2 separate regions of the Pan troglodytes genome follow, and region 1 is linked to region 2. The links are chromatin contacts, called in public Hi-C maps. All regions are on one chromosome and are shown on one strand. The core of a region is the stretch at or near the end of the contact, and the rest is flanking DNA. Distances in the headings are between cores, read along the strand shown. Region 1 overlaps ABCA1 (ATP binding cassette subfamily A member 1). Region 2 overlaps LOC134807642 (a long non-coding RNA gene).

Evidence for each region. Hi-C and Micro-C count contacts between places; a contact is called where the count stands out from the background.
Region 1: a Hi-C map of stem cell-derived neural progenitor cells shows a contact between it and region 2, with 3 times the contacts expected there. The contact joins two enhancer-like sites. A contact is called at or near these places in 2 of 7 Hi-C or Micro-C datasets (induced pluripotent stem cells and stem cell-derived neural progenitor cells).

Annotation. Positions count from the first base shown.
Region 1 is chr11:33,565,061-33,567,760 of NHGRI_mPanTro3-v2.0_pri, reverse strand. All of the region lies in intron 5 of ABCA1 (ATP binding cassette subfamily A member 1), which reads right to left. Among named protein-coding and RNA genes, the nearest start is that of ABCA1, 59 kb to the right of the region's middle. Within about 2 kb of position 1,355, at least 10 of the 24 cell types and tissues checked have an H3K27ac peak or open chromatin away from gene starts, as enhancers often do. A contact at or near this core is called in stem cell-derived neural progenitor cells, where this site is marked.
Region 2 is chr11:33,368,470-33,371,169 of NHGRI_mPanTro3-v2.0_pri, reverse strand. All of the region lies in intron 2 of LOC134807642 (a long non-coding RNA gene), which reads left to right. Among named protein-coding and RNA genes, the nearest start is that of ABCA1, 140 kb to the left of the region's middle. Within about 2 kb of position 1,284, at least 11 of the 24 cell types and tissues checked have an H3K27ac peak or open chromatin away from gene starts, as enhancers often do. A contact at or near this core is called in stem cell-derived neural progenitor cells, where this site is marked.

The DNA of each region.
Region 1 (2,700 bases), core at 106-2,605, 200 kb before region 2:
GAAAGACCAATCATTCCACACAAGACAGGGAATACTTCCTGAACAGGAGAGTCATTTAGCCACTTCACTTTGGCCAATGAGTTAATGCGGACCTGGATTTTATAATCAGTAAAATGTGTGGGTTGGAGAAGATGATCTCTGAGGTCTTCCTACCTGACACTGAAAGGAACACAGGGCAAAACAAAATCAGCACTGGATACAGCATCACAGGGTCTGAATTCAAGAGTCAGCTCTGCCATTTCCTGACTGTGTAATCATGAAGCTTACTTTCCCCCCTATTTAAATCTCCCTAAGCCTCAGTTTCCTTGGATATAAAATGGGGCTAATACAGCACTTTGGGAGGCCAAGACGGGTGGATCAACTGAGGTCGGGAGTTCGAGACCAGCCTGACCAACATGAAGAAACCCCGTCTCTACTAAAAATACAAAATTAGCCGGGTGTGGTGGCGCATGCCTGTAATCCCAGCTACTCAGGAAGCTGAGGCAGGAGAATTGCTTGGAGGCAGAGGTTGCAGTGAGCCAAGATCACGCCATTGCAATCCAGCCTGGGCAACAAGAGCGACACTCTGTCTCAAAAAACAAACAAACAAAAAAAATGGGGCTAATAACATTCACAGGTTGTTGTGCAAACCAAAGATCAAGAACGTGAACGTGCTCTTTCAGGGGAAAAAGCTGACTTGCTCCAAGTGTTCGCTCGGGTAACTGGAAGGTATGACCTCTGTCACAGGATGCGGAGCTGGGCTACTGCTGCCAGCAGAAGAGAAAGTCACTATCCAGCAGAAGGTCAAGAGGGCTCTCCCACCACAGTCTCTTCAATACAGACCAAAATACTTGACCTGCTGAGCTCAGCCTCCTTGGTTTTGCCTGGAGGAGCAAACAGTGACCTACCAATTAGCCAAGAGCTTCTGTAAAGTGGGGCAAAGGAAAGGAAAAAGAACAAAAAACAGGTGACATGTGTGTTTGTGGGCTGGAAGAAACGAGGCAGAACCCTCAGCTTCTTGCCACACATCTAGGCCTCTGGGACCAAGCCGGGGAACCAGCTGGGACCTCTGGGACCAAGCTGAGGAACACACTTGCACGTGCAGGCGGAGGGGTGTGACGTGGGGTGGGGGCGAGGTCCTGCTTTCCCGGCCATTCAGTGTTCCTTCAGTTCTCTGAGCATAGAGGACAAGGAAGGTGGGAGGAGGGAGGAGAGGGAAGAGAGGGGTGGAGGAGCTTAGGGGAGGCTGGGAAAGAAGGAGGGAAGGAGAGGAGGGAGAGCAGCTCAGGAAGGCGGAGGAGGAAAGCCCTTTGCTGAGCTGAGCTGAGCCAGACGGGGTTACTCTCGGTCAGTGTCCTCCAGTCCCCAGCTCAGGTTTCAAGATCTGTGTTCTCTTTTGCTCAACATGAAAAGGAACCAGAGCAATCAGCTGCTTTAGAAGTGGGTGGAGGAGGCAAATGAAAAAAAAGGAGAAGTAGGGAAAATCACATCAGCATCTCAGGCCCAGATGGTCTTCTTCAATGGACCCCTGGGGTGGGGGTGGGGTGGGGCCTCCCAGCCTGCTAGGAGCTGTCAACTGAGCAGGGCCTGGGAGGGGGAGACAAATTCTAACTCGTGGTTTTAATCAGCCTGAGCTTGTCCAGCCTTACAGATAAGACCTTGAAACACTTCTCTGTTATACAAGGGCTGGTAACAAATACACTCCAGTGTCTTTATGGTATTTTTTTGGTGTTTTGTTTTCCTGATGCTCTGCTGTCTTCTTGAAGAATAGATGATGCCTGCTTCACCAATGGCTGAGCACTCTCTGGGAAGACCTGGTTGTTGGGTGCTGAGGAGAAGGGGTGAGGCAGGGTGATGCAGCTGCTCCTTCAGGTGACTCCTTAGAGCAGGGGAGAGTAGGCCAGGGGTGTGTGGTGCACACAGCCTAAGGACACCCATGCTGTTCATCCCGGCCTGGGCTTTCCAACCCAGGAGACACTTCCTTCTCTACAGACAAGGCTCACCGAGGGATACCAAGACATACCTGAAAAAACTCAGTTCCAGAATTTTCCAGTTATGTGGCCTTGGGAAAGTCAGTTAGGCTCTCTGAGCCTCCATTTTTCTGTAAATGGAGGTCTAGCTTCCTACACGTGTGGGTTATCACTAATGACACTAAGTGTGTTAAGTACTCTGAATGCTGACTCACACATACTCCTTGAGAAAATACAAGCTGAAAATTAAACATGTTCAAAATAAATGTGGATAAAGTCATAGATGACAATCTGTGAAGAATTCCCAAGAGAAACCAGGATATTTAGGCTTATGCTCCCTGAACCTTCCAAGGCATTAGGAAGCAAGCCAGAGTCTTCTCTTTCAACCAATGGGAATACCATAACTTTAGGAACCACACATTCCTTCTAGTATTTTACAAATAATATAAACTTGTATTAGTTCAACAAACTTCTGAATGGCTACAGTACCCAAAATACTAGTGTTGTGGTTCAAAGGGATAATATTTTTCTCAGTGCTCCTTGAAGGCAGGAGCTAGCCTATAACAAAAGAGGCGCTGTGTAACAAAATCCCTGCCCTTGCATTCTAAGAGGAGATGGCCAGAGGGTCGGGTGAGCAGAGGGGTGAGCCTCCAACCCTCTCTGCCACTCCAGAATCAGTCAGCACTGGAATCAGGGGTGGAACGAGACATTACTCATCTTCCCCCAGATTACTTTGCTAGTAAGGCAATAG
Region 2 (2,700 bases), core at 35-2,534:
GTGATCCGAGATCGCTCCACTGCACTCCAGCCTGGGCGACAGAGCGAGACTCCATCTCAAAAAAAAAAAAAAAAAAGATTTCCCATAAAGCATGTGGAAGTGATTCCTGAACTGTAAAATTCTTTAAGGGAAGTGAAAGGAACAAATATTTTTGGCTAGATGAACTGAGATTCTCCATCTTACCCCCAGCTCCTCTCAGGGAAGACCTGGGGATCATAGAGCTGATATATAGAAAAGTTTAGTCCATCTTGATGGACTCAGAGTACCTTCGAAGTGAAAATAGGATCTGAGAATAGGAGCATGTACTATTAGCACAATAATGTCAAGGTTAATATTTCACAACATGGAGAGTCAAAGTCATTTTAATTGGAGGAATTTCATGTTACACTGGACTGTGTGATCCTCGTAAGAAAATAATTCTTGTACAGACATTTGCCTAAGACTAATCAGGAAAAAAGAGAGCTTAGTCATTACTGCCAGAGAGAAACCAAACTGAAGTCTGGTTTTTACCTTCCCCCATTCCCTTCATAAACAAAGAGGCCCAGGGGAAGAATCGCATGAGATGAACACCTCATTCAGACAGTGCATGATGAGGTGAGGAGTCAAGGCCACATCTATGTGTGTATGGAGCCCAAGCCCTTCCTGCCACACCAGCAGGCGAGAGCCCCCGTATCTCAGCCCTTTCAGCCTCAGCTGCCTCTGGTTCCCTTCCCCCACCAAACTTCCTCCCTCCTCCAGACACACACAAGCTGCCACCATCACCATCACCATCACCACACACAGCACCCAAGTGCCAACCCGATAGCTGAATTGGCCTTCCCTCCAGAAACGTGACAATACTGAACACCTTCCCAGGCCCTGCCCGATGCTGGCTCAGGAGAGGGGAGATCCTACCCCTGCTGGAGGATCTCCCAGTGAGGTGAGGAGAGAGCCCTAGAGGCATGTAACGGTGACCCCTCCACAAAGACCCAGTAGCCCTACCTACTCCATTTTGGAAAGTACGTAACTGGGAAGAAGGAATGCACCTGGGAATTTCTAGGATGTCATGCCTGAGGAGCCCTGTGGGAGAGGGGTTATGCCAGAAGCATAGTGGGGAAGGGAGCAAAAAGAGGCTCCCTTTTTCCCTGATTAGCGCCACTCAATTAGGAGCCTCGAGCTGCTCTTCCCCCTGCCTTGGCTGCCTGCTGTCTTGGGTGTGTCTGGGAATCAGCCACTAGAGACAGTGAGTGTGGTTAGGGGAAGGCCAGAGAGTGACTGCTGGTAACCCCAGCTGCACATGATGGTGGCCAGCTGCCAGCTGGCTCCTCCCAAAGCCTCCCAGCTGGCAATGGCTTTGAAGTCAGACAAGCCACAGCTCCTAGGCTGTCCCGAGGGGATGTAAGCCCAGGACCTATACACAAAGCACCTATCCAATAACAAGCTAAGTCCAGGCAGGTCCTCCTAAAGGCCCCTGGCTCTCAGACCAGCTGATGCAACTAGACTAGAAAAAACAGAACATGCAAAGCTTACTCACTGCTGGCTGAAACAGTCGGAAGGACAGTTCACAAAGCCATTTCCCATCCATTATATCATTTCATCTGCCCAAAAACCCAGAGGAGAGTCCTGCCGACCCCAGCCATGGGCACACTGCTCAGCCTCTCTGTGCCTTAGTTACTGTCCTTGTGAAATGGGCAACAATAAGAACACTTTTTCTGCTTTCTAGCTGTTTGTCAATTTCTAGTCACGTGTCTTGGGCAATGCATTTAACTTAATTGTGCTTCAATTTTCTCACATGTCAAATGAGGTTAAAAATAGAACCAACCTCATGGGATAGCTGGGAAAATTAAATAAGTTAATACACCTAGAGCACTCAAAACAATGGCTGGATGCATACAAAGTGCTCCATAAATGCTAGCAACTATTATTATTTCTGTGGTTATTATTAATCAGGGGATTGTTAGGAGGATCAACAAAATATTAACAGCTGCCATATAGTGCACATTGACCATGTTTCTGGCACTGGGTTCAGTCTTTTATGGGAATTACCTTGTACATAATGTTTAGTACACGCTGACTGCAGCACCTAATTCATAGAGAGCCCTTAACAAACAGTAGCCACTATCCTTATCTCCCTCATTCCACAGAGGGGCAAACAACTCAGAGGCTTAATGATTTACCCAAGTCCACAAAGCTAGTAAGTAAGGAGAACTTAGACTTGAATCCAGGTCTTCTGAGAAACAGGCATCCATGATCCTTCAATTCTCACCTTCTTCTTGTCCCACCTTCCCCAGCCTGGCACTCAGCATTTGCTCCACAGCTAAAGCTGGCTTCCCTTCATAAGACACATCTGCTGCTCAGTTGCAAGGTGCCCAGCCTTCTCTGCACAGGTTTTAAGAGCTCCTGCAGGCCGGGCATGGTGGCTCATGCTTTAATCCCAGCACTTTGGGAGGAGATGGACGGATCACCTGAGGTCAGAAGTTCGAGACCAGCCTGGCCAACATGGCGAAACCTGTTCTCTACTAAAAATACAAATAACAGCTGGGCATGGTGGCAGGCACCTGTAATCCCAGCTACTCGGGAGACTGAGGCAGGAGAATTGCTTGAACCCAGGAGGCGGAGGTTGCAGTGAGCTGAGATCGCGCCATTGCACTCCAGCCTGGGCGACAGCGTGAGACACCATCTTAAAAAAAAAAAAAAAAAAAAGGAGCTCCTGCAGTGGGA